2 separate regions of the Mus musculus genome follow, and region 1 is linked to region 2. A link is a contact called in public promoter capture Hi-C data. All regions are on one chromosome and are shown on one strand. Each heading gives the region's core, a stretch centred on a gene start, on an enhancer-like site or on the middle of the called end of the contact. The rest is flanking DNA. Distances are from core to core; before and after follow the strand shown. Region 1 holds the start of Ccdc113 (coiled-coil domain containing 113). Region 2 holds the start of Cngb1 (cyclic nucleotide gated channel beta 1).

Region 1 (4,603 bases), core at 1,895-4,394, 230 kb before region 2:
GTTGCTGTTCTGAGACTGGGTCTCACTCTGTGTGTGTGTGTGTGTGTGTGTGTGTGTGTGTGTGTGTATCTCCAGCTGGCCTGGAACTCACTATGTAGACCAGGCTGGCTACATAAAACTCTCAGAAATTTCCTTGCCTCTCTTCCTGAATTCTGGGCTAAAGGCATGTTCAGCCATGCCTGGTTTCCAGTTTGTAAACTGATTCCCCAGTTGAGGGAATTTCTTTTTTTCAGTGGGAGGGTTTGAACCCAGAGCCTGGTGTCTAACAAGTAAGGATTCTACTCCTGAGCTACATTCTCAGCCTTTGGGTTTTTGTTTGAGACATGGTCAAATTATGTAGCTGACCTCAAACTCTGTGCCCTTCCTTCCTTGACCTCCCAAGTGCTGGGATCACAGGTGTGTGCCACCCTACTAACCTGCAAGGAATTCACCCATATAAATTAAGGTATCCAGAAAGAGTCTGCTACTAACTGAATGGGATTCCTCACGTGAAAGAAACTAGAAAGGAAGAAATAATCAGAAAATAGAAGAGAGGAAATGCTATGGCCATTTGACCCAAGAAGACATGACTAAGGTAGCCACACACACACACACACAATATGCATTTATGGAGGCCAACAGGATGAAGTCCTGTTCACCTTTCATCGTGTACCTGTGAAAATTCTGCTGCTGTTATTTTAATATCTGACAACCGTGTCATTCGGTGGTCCCTGGGTTCCAGTCTAGAGTAATATTTCTCGAACATCTCTGTTTCTGTTTTGAGAGCAGAGTTTCCATAGCTGCAAGATACAAGGCACATAAGTGACTTCTGTGAATAGCACCCCCCAAATAATCAGTATTTAGTGCATCATTGGCCACCCATGGCCTGTAAGACACAGGTGTTCCTGGTACCTTCCTTTCTTCACCTTCACCTATACAACAGGTATAATAACATCACCTTTCTTTAAGGGTAGTGGCGTGGGGTTCTGTGGCCTGAGGTCAGCTTTGGGCCACGTAGTTCTGCTAGAGTATCTTAGATCTCTTGGCTATTGAGTCTAAGAAGCCACAAGATTCAGAGTGCTGCTGTTCTACTGATGACAGTTGCTGTCATCTTCAGATGTCATCTAACTCATTTGTAAAGGTTCTTCTGAATGGCCACACTCTTGAGGCTATCCACACCCACCGACCATCTCTAGATACTTCCCTTGCCTTGTGGTTCTCTGTTCTTTTACCACCAGCCTCCAGTCTAGAAATTCCATTGCATGTTTATCATAAACGGAAGACATATTTGAGCAGTGGTTTTTAAACAAGCAGAGATAACATATCTAGCTTGTCTTGTATATGCCAAGATTATGGACTTTGTAACTACTTCTCATATATATATATATATATATATATATATATATCTTGCCTTTTATGTTTGTTTGTTTGTTTGTTTGTTTAGAGGCAGGGTGTGATGATTTGAATGAGATGACCCCCTTACGCTCACGTATTTGAATGGTTAGTCTCCAGCTAGTGGAACTGTTTGGGAAGGATTGGGAGGTGTGACGCTGTTGGAAGAGGTGTGTCATTGGGGGGTGGGCGTTGAGGTTTCAAAAGCCTAGGCCATTCATAGTCACCACTTGCTCTCTGCCTTGTACTTGTGTGTCAGATGAATGCTCTCAGCTCCATGTCTGCCTGTCTACTGCCATTCTTCCCACCATCATCATCATGAACTCTAACCCTCTGGCTCAGTAAGTCCCTAAATTAAATGCTTTCTTCTTTAAGTTGCTTTGGTCATAGTATACCAAGGCTGACTTTGAATTCACAAAACTCCACCTACCTCACTGGCGCTGGCACTAAAGGTGCGAGCCACCATGCCCAACTTTAATGTGTGTTGTGGAGGGGGAGGTGGGTACTGGGATTGAACCCATAGCCCTGTGAATACTAGGCAGGGGCTAAAGCTATATCTCCAGTTCCAAAACTTTCCCCTTTCACTGCATGCACATACTCACATACATATGTACGAAAGAGGGTGACATTGAGACCTACACATACTGTTAAACTAATTCCTAAATTATGAGATTAGTACAGAAGCCAAATAGAAAACAGGAAAGCCATTACGTCTTGTCTTTTCAGCACATATTGTATTCTCGGTGGAGCCTTCCATGGGCCCGGGTCTGAATCTCTGATGCAGGATCTTAAGGAAGAAAACTTCAGAATGCGTTTCTCTCTTAAGATGGCCGGCCGATATACAAGACTGGCAGTTATAGACACTCACAAGGAAACTTCACAAAACATGTACCTCTGGGGATGGCTGTTTCACATACAAGATCATGGTATATGACAGACACTCACAATGGTAATTAGTAATAATCCCTCCACTCTGGTATGAACTATTTACAGATGTATGGAACCAACACCTCTTCTGGCCGCTGGAAACAGAATACTGTATAATATCAATACATTGTACACTGACTCTCATCTACATTATGGAATCCTCATATCCAGATAACCCACTGTGGAAGATGGAAAACAGACTGTGGAAAATACAAAGCCCTGAGCCAATCATTCCTCAGTCCATCTCCACGCCTAAATCCTTATTCAGCCCACAAGGCCCCAAGCAAATCATTTCAATAGCTTAGTTTTCACTCCGCCGCCATGTTAATGTTTATCTTAATACTAACTTTGGAAACCGGCTTAGGAGGCTACCTGATATAGACTTCGAAGGCGGCTTCCCAGCACCAGGAAGACACCAAGCCAAAGCGCTAGCTTCACTAAATCCTGTCTGATCTTTTCAAGGCCAACGGCTCCCTTGCCCCTCCACCCTGTCCGGGTTCCATCAGTGGCTTGTCAGTTCAGGAGCAGGCAAGCAGCAAAGCTAACTAGGCAAACACAAGTTCTTTCTCCACTGTAATGCGATGTGTGCCCGCGGGGCTCTGCGTAGATATGAGTAGTCTGCAAACTACAGCCCAGGCCTCAGAGACTCATGGCGCCCTCACGGTGCCAGTACCTGAGCTCCTCTACCAGCCCGCACAGTTGGATGACTGGCAGCTCGCCTTCCTCCTCCGCCTGGGAGTCAGTGATCACGCTGTCCGAGTCTTCCTCAGACATCACTCAGCCTAGGGTGCTTTGAGAGCCTTCAGTAAGCTGTCCCGCTTCACTTCGGCCGCGACCCTGAGGCGCGTTGCCTAGACAACTGAACGCTGTTTATAGGGGTGGGGCTTTGGGTGATGCGGCCCCTCCCTTGCACCTCGCGGTGGAGATCGAGCAAAGCTGCCTGCTTGCCTGCCTGCCTACTCAGATGCCTAATCCATCTCACTGTTCTGAGAATCGCTCTTCAGTTGGAAGTCACAACAACAGCTCCGGTTTGCCCAATGTCTTCTCGGTCCTTGGCATCATGTTAAGCTTATTTCACGCAAATCTTTGCATGGACCCTGTTAAAAAAAAAAAACTATTCATCCTCCTAGCCAGAAACCGTAGGTCCAGAAAGCTAGCAGCGACTCGCATAAGTCTCTGCCCCGTGGTGTAGTGAGGATTCTAATCTGTGGTCATTGCCTCACACGGAAGCTGCAGTTTTTTCATTTACTGCATTTCATTTACTGCAACTCGAACTGCATTACTCGAAGAGAAAGAGAAACTGACTAGTTTTTTTTTAAGATTTTATTTATTTATTTATTTATTTATTATATGTAAGTACACTGTAGCTGTCTTCAGACACTCCAGAAGAGGGAGTCAGATCTCGTGATCGGATGGTTGTGAGCCACCATGTGGTTGCTAGGATTTGAACTCCTGACCTTCGGAAGAGCAGTCTGAGCCATCTCACCAGCCCCTGACTAAGTTTTTAAAATAGGTATCAAGACAAGTTCCTAAAGGTGTCGTGTGTCTTTAGTGTTTTGGGGTAATGTGGGGCAATTTGGGCCCTTTTTTAAAAAAGTTTTATTTATTTATTTATTTATTTATTATATGTAAGTACATTCAGACACTCCAGAAGAGGGCATCAGATTTTGTTAAGGATGGTTGTGAGCCACCACGTGGTTGCTGGGATTTGAACTCAGGACCTTTGGAAGAGCAGTCGGTGCTCTTAACCACTGAGCCATCTCACCAGCCCAATTTGGGCCCTTTAATGAGATATCAGAAACCCAAACAAGTTACAGGCTGGGATAGCGACAGCAACAGCACTTTTGGGTACACTTAAAGGTGGTTAAGATAACATGTGCACACAACCAAGCTGAGTGTGCGTACCATCATGGGATCCCAGCATTGGTTAGTGCTGGGGCCACGGAGGTCCTTGTACTCACAGAGAAGAGAACCAGGAATGTTAATCAGGCAGGAGAGTATCCTTAATGGAGGAGACAAAAACACCTGCATTCCATCCAGAAAGCTGAGAGTGGATCTTGTTAATGACCTGGTGATCTTTTTGCGGTCTGTGGAGGCAGACCTCACCCCTTTTGCTATAGAGGCAGACCCCCCACACACTTTTGCTATAGAGGCAGACCTCCTCCAAATTCCCCAGAATGATTATCCCAGACTCTGCCCTCTCGAGACTAGAAGTCAGAGACCGCAGTAGATTCTAGGCTTTTTCTTTATTTTCTTTATTTTTACTTCATGTGCAGTGGTGTTTTGTCTCAATGATTGCCTGTGT
Region 2 (4,072 bases), core at 239-2,738:
CGAACAGTACATTTCTGTCACTTGTAAATCACTTGATTTAAGGTGTTGTATTACAGTAACCCAGATGTAATAGGACAGTGAGCTTCAGTGGAAACCCTAAACAAGTAAGTTTCATTCAACCAGTTTCACTTCAGCCACGATGTAGTTGTTAGGAACAAAAGTGTGTCCTTGATCCCCAGCCCTGATGCTGGGACTCAGTAGGATCTCGGGAAGAGCATCTGAGCCTCCTCTCCAGCCCAAGATACTGTTTCTTAATAAGCTTGATTGGTGACACAAGGGAAGTGATCGTCATGGGAGCCAGATCGTCTGATCTGGGACCCCCACCCCCACCCCACCCCATATGCCGTCTGAGAAGACCTTCAAGCAGCGCCAGAGCTTTGAACAAAGAGTGGAAGATGTCCGGCTCATCCGGGAGCAGCACCCCACCAAGATCCCAGTGACTATAGAGCGACACAAGGGGGAGAAACAGCTGCCCGTCCTGGACAAGACCAAGTTCCAGATCATGTGAATATGAGCAAACTCATCATGATAATTAGACGGCGCTTGCAGCTCAATGCTAACCAAGCCTTCTTCTTCCTGGTGAATGGGCACAGCATGGTGAGTGTGTCCACACCTGTCTCTGAGAGTGAGGGAGATGGAGTGGACACCCTTTTGTACATGCTTTATGCTTCTCAGGAGACATTCGGGGCAGCACTGGCTGTGTAAGGCTACAACAATGCCTAAAGGTTGTTAAGCCCTTACCAAGGCATAAAGTGGCGTTATCAGCCGGACGGACGCTGGTCGGCTCACCACCCACAGATCAGAACGTAGGCACCCACATAGGGTATTAGGAACTGTTCATCAGCCAGAAACTGAGCTCCAGGCAAGTGCATTCAGCTCGGAAACTCATCTAAACCAGGCGATCTTGTGTTCCAACTTTACAAGTTTAAAAATAAAATACTTTGCATCCAAAAACAAAACAAAACAAAACAAAACACCTTGCTTGGCATAAGACATAGTTGTCCCAGGTCACATGGTTCTGCTTCTCTGGAAATGTAGATTAATACAGATTTTGGCTAAAGGTCTTGTCCCGGGCCAATGGTTTTTGTGATAATGCTTTAAGCTGTTAAAGACTCCGCCACAGATATCCTACTGAGTCCCAGCACCAGAGCAGGAGAGAAGGACACACTCTTGTCCCCCAGACTGAGCTGATGGGTTCCTGTCACCTTGAGGAGGCTCCCAGAAGCACACAGGTACCCTGGCTATTGGTTGTCCTGCAGCCTTTCTCTGGCTTTGTCACATTCTGTGGGAAGACAGATCCTGGCTTGGAGCAGGTTCCCTAGTAACTCAAAGGGCCCTATGTCTAGGACACTGCTGGACCCGTGGGGGTTGCTGCTTGCTTCCCTGGGTGCCAGTCATCTTTCTACCCTGCCCCCGATTCTGCACATGCTAATCCTTTGCACCCGGCCCATCTAGTGCCAATTAATCCTGGCTGGGTCTGAGAGGCCAGCTGCTGGGGCACTGAGAAGGCAATTCCTGGCTAGCCGCTGACATCTGAACAGGTAACTCAACATGAAATGGGGGCTCAGTGGGACTCCTTGGGGGATCACCACGCTCAGCTTTTAGCGGGGCTTTTAGGTGATAAATAGAGCAGGCAGGAGAGCTATGATGCGTGGTCCCCACACTCTATCCTGTGGCTTAGACTTTGCTATCTCCAGCGCAACCTGAGAAATGTGGATTTGATACCCCCAGAGGGTTTGGGGGAGGCTAGGAATCTGTTTTTTCCAGCTCTCCCAGAAGATTCTCAGAATCCTGGTGGTCTAACACTTCAGATTCCTGGGTGGCTACCTCCAGGTTCTCTTCCTTCAAAGTGGGAGGGCAGCAAGACAGGCCTCCAGATTCCGGTCAAGGAAAAACTGGGCTAAGAGGCTGCTTGCCTAGATAACCTCCAGACAGTTCAAAAATTCAAGCTAGGTTCACTGCCCACTACAGCAGAAGTCAAGAGAAGGCAGTCAGGACCCAAGGGCAGATCTCAGAGTATACTTATCTTGGCCAGAGTCCCCTTAGGCAAGTCTATTGACCTGAGAATGGATATCCCACTTACAGGGAGTAGGGGGCAGGCAAGATTGTCAGGAGAATGAGTGTTATCAAGGGGATGTGGAAGCCAGGTGTGGAGGAGGGCTTTCTTCAGGTCTGGTTCTCAGGACTGCTGGGAGCTGGCGGGGATCTGTGTGCTCTGCCATTCCCAACGTGTGACCTTGGGAGGAAGTCGCTGTGTTCTCACCCCAAGCCAGCAGAGGACTAGAAGAACCCATTGATTGTCCCTGGCCCCAGTTAATTTTCTGTAGGCTGATGTTCCTCCAAAGCTTAAGCTTTGTTTTCGTAGAGGTTGTTCTGGGAGAAGCTGAGCCAGTGCTGGGTCAGAGGTCAAGGTTAGGGGTTGGTCAAGCAGCCTGGCAATGAACTCTGGGAAGCTGGCTATGGGGCTACTATTTTTCTAAGGGTCCTTGAAGAGACAGACAGAGAGGCACAACCTTGGTAGGTCTGTGTCCTGGGTGGCCTTTCCTGGGCTTGTGTACATGTCAGCTTTGATCGTACCACCGAGCCAGGCCATCCTGCAAGAATTCAGTCTCTTGGAGCTTGGCTCCCCCACGTGCTTAATATCATGCTTAAGGTAGAAACTGGCCATCACCAACCATGACGGAAGTCCAACTGGTATTTTATTCTAAAAGCTAAAAAAAATGATGTATGGTTATTTATTTTTTAATTTATTTTTGAGAGAAGTCTCACTGTGTAGCTCTGGCTGGTCTGGACCTTGCTATGTAAAGCATGATGGCGTTACAGAAATCTACCTGCCTCTGCCTCCCAACAACTGGCATGAAAGCACATGGCTAATGTTATCTTAGATTTTTCTGTCCACAAGTCACTGGTGTTTCTTCTCTGTTGTGGGCTTCTGCAGTACATGATATTCCATAATTGGTATTCACACTCAGTACCTGTCCTTGTAGTCATGGCCAGCCTTTATGAAACATGGGCCAGTCACTGGACAGCAGATGATATCTGAACAGATGACTCCAGATGTGGTGAGGGCTCAGTCACTGGTCTAAGAATGCTGCCTATACCAGTTTCTGTTTGATTGGCTTTGTTTGTTTTGAGATAGCATTTCACCATATAGCTGTATAGCCGGCCCAGGACTTGCAGAGATCTGCCTGTCTCTGCCTCCCAAATGCTGGGATCAAAAGCATGTGCCACCATGCCGGGCTTTCTTAATGGCTGTTATGCCTGACTCTCTTACACTCTGCGTACAAGGTAGGCACTCTCGATGTCTCTTGCTTTTGTTAGTTCAGGCTGGCTGGCCTGGATTCTTCTGCCTCTGCCACTCAAGTGCTGGAGTTTAAGTGGGTGCCACCATGACAGGCTTCAGTGCTCCCACTCTGCAGGCAGGCAAACAGAGACACAGGGAGTCTGACTCACGAGAGTGCTAGAACGTGTGTGTCTCCTGTTCCAACGAATGTGCGTCTTCTTTCCAGCATTTCTGCATATTGTGTTATGGGCTGCATTACAGTCTATTTAATGCAGGCCTCACCCCTGATGAACACTGAGATCCTTTTCAATAGCTAGCCTTCGATAACATTTGAAGAAATATTTTTTATATATGCTTTATATGAACCCCCCCCCCCCCCCCACCGCAAACAGTTCCTTCAGCTTGGAAACAGATAAGCAAGGTATGCAAAAATCCATGCCATAGAATACTTACTACTCCTTAATAGAAATAAATGAATTAGTGACAGGAACCCTTAGAAAGGAATTCCAGATGCATATACTCAGTGAAAGGAGCCATGCTCAAAGGTCACACATGATACAGAACGTGTCATATACTGGAATTCAGACCACAGGGGCAAGAATGCGTATCTGTGTGTGTGTAGAAGAAACTTTTAAAACTATTTATTTTTAATGTGTATGTGTGTGTAGTCCATGTATGTTTAGGGGCTCACGGGCCAGAAGAAAGTATTAGATCTCCTGTAACTGGAGTTATAGGAGCTTATGAGCTGCTTGACATGGGTGCTGTAAAACATGTATGGAAAATCAAATC

The links. Promoter capture Hi-C pulls out the DNA fragments that hold promoters and counts their contacts.
Region 1: a promoter capture Hi-C map of stem cell-derived epiblast-like cells shows a contact between it and region 2, with 3 times the contacts expected there. The contact joins the promoter of Ccdc113 here to the promoter of Cngb1 in region 2. A contact is called at or near these places in 2 of 39 promoter capture datasets (hippocampal neurons and stem cell-derived epiblast-like cells) and 2 of 9 other capture datasets (adipose tissue and liver).

Annotation. Positions count from the first base shown.
Region 1 is chr8:95,532,641-95,537,243 of GRCm38.p6, reverse strand. Ccdc113 (coiled-coil domain containing 113) reads right to left here and starts at 3,144. Exons shown (of 9, transcript NM_172914.2): 1 at 2,972-3,144; 2 at 653-779. The coding sequence starts at 3,072.
Region 2 is chr8:95,304,001-95,308,072 of GRCm38.p6, reverse strand. It overlaps Cngb1 (cyclic nucleotide gated channel beta 1), which reads left to right and starts at 1,488. Exons shown (of 33, transcript NM_001195413.1): 1 at 1,488-1,541. It also overlaps the pseudogene Gm5359.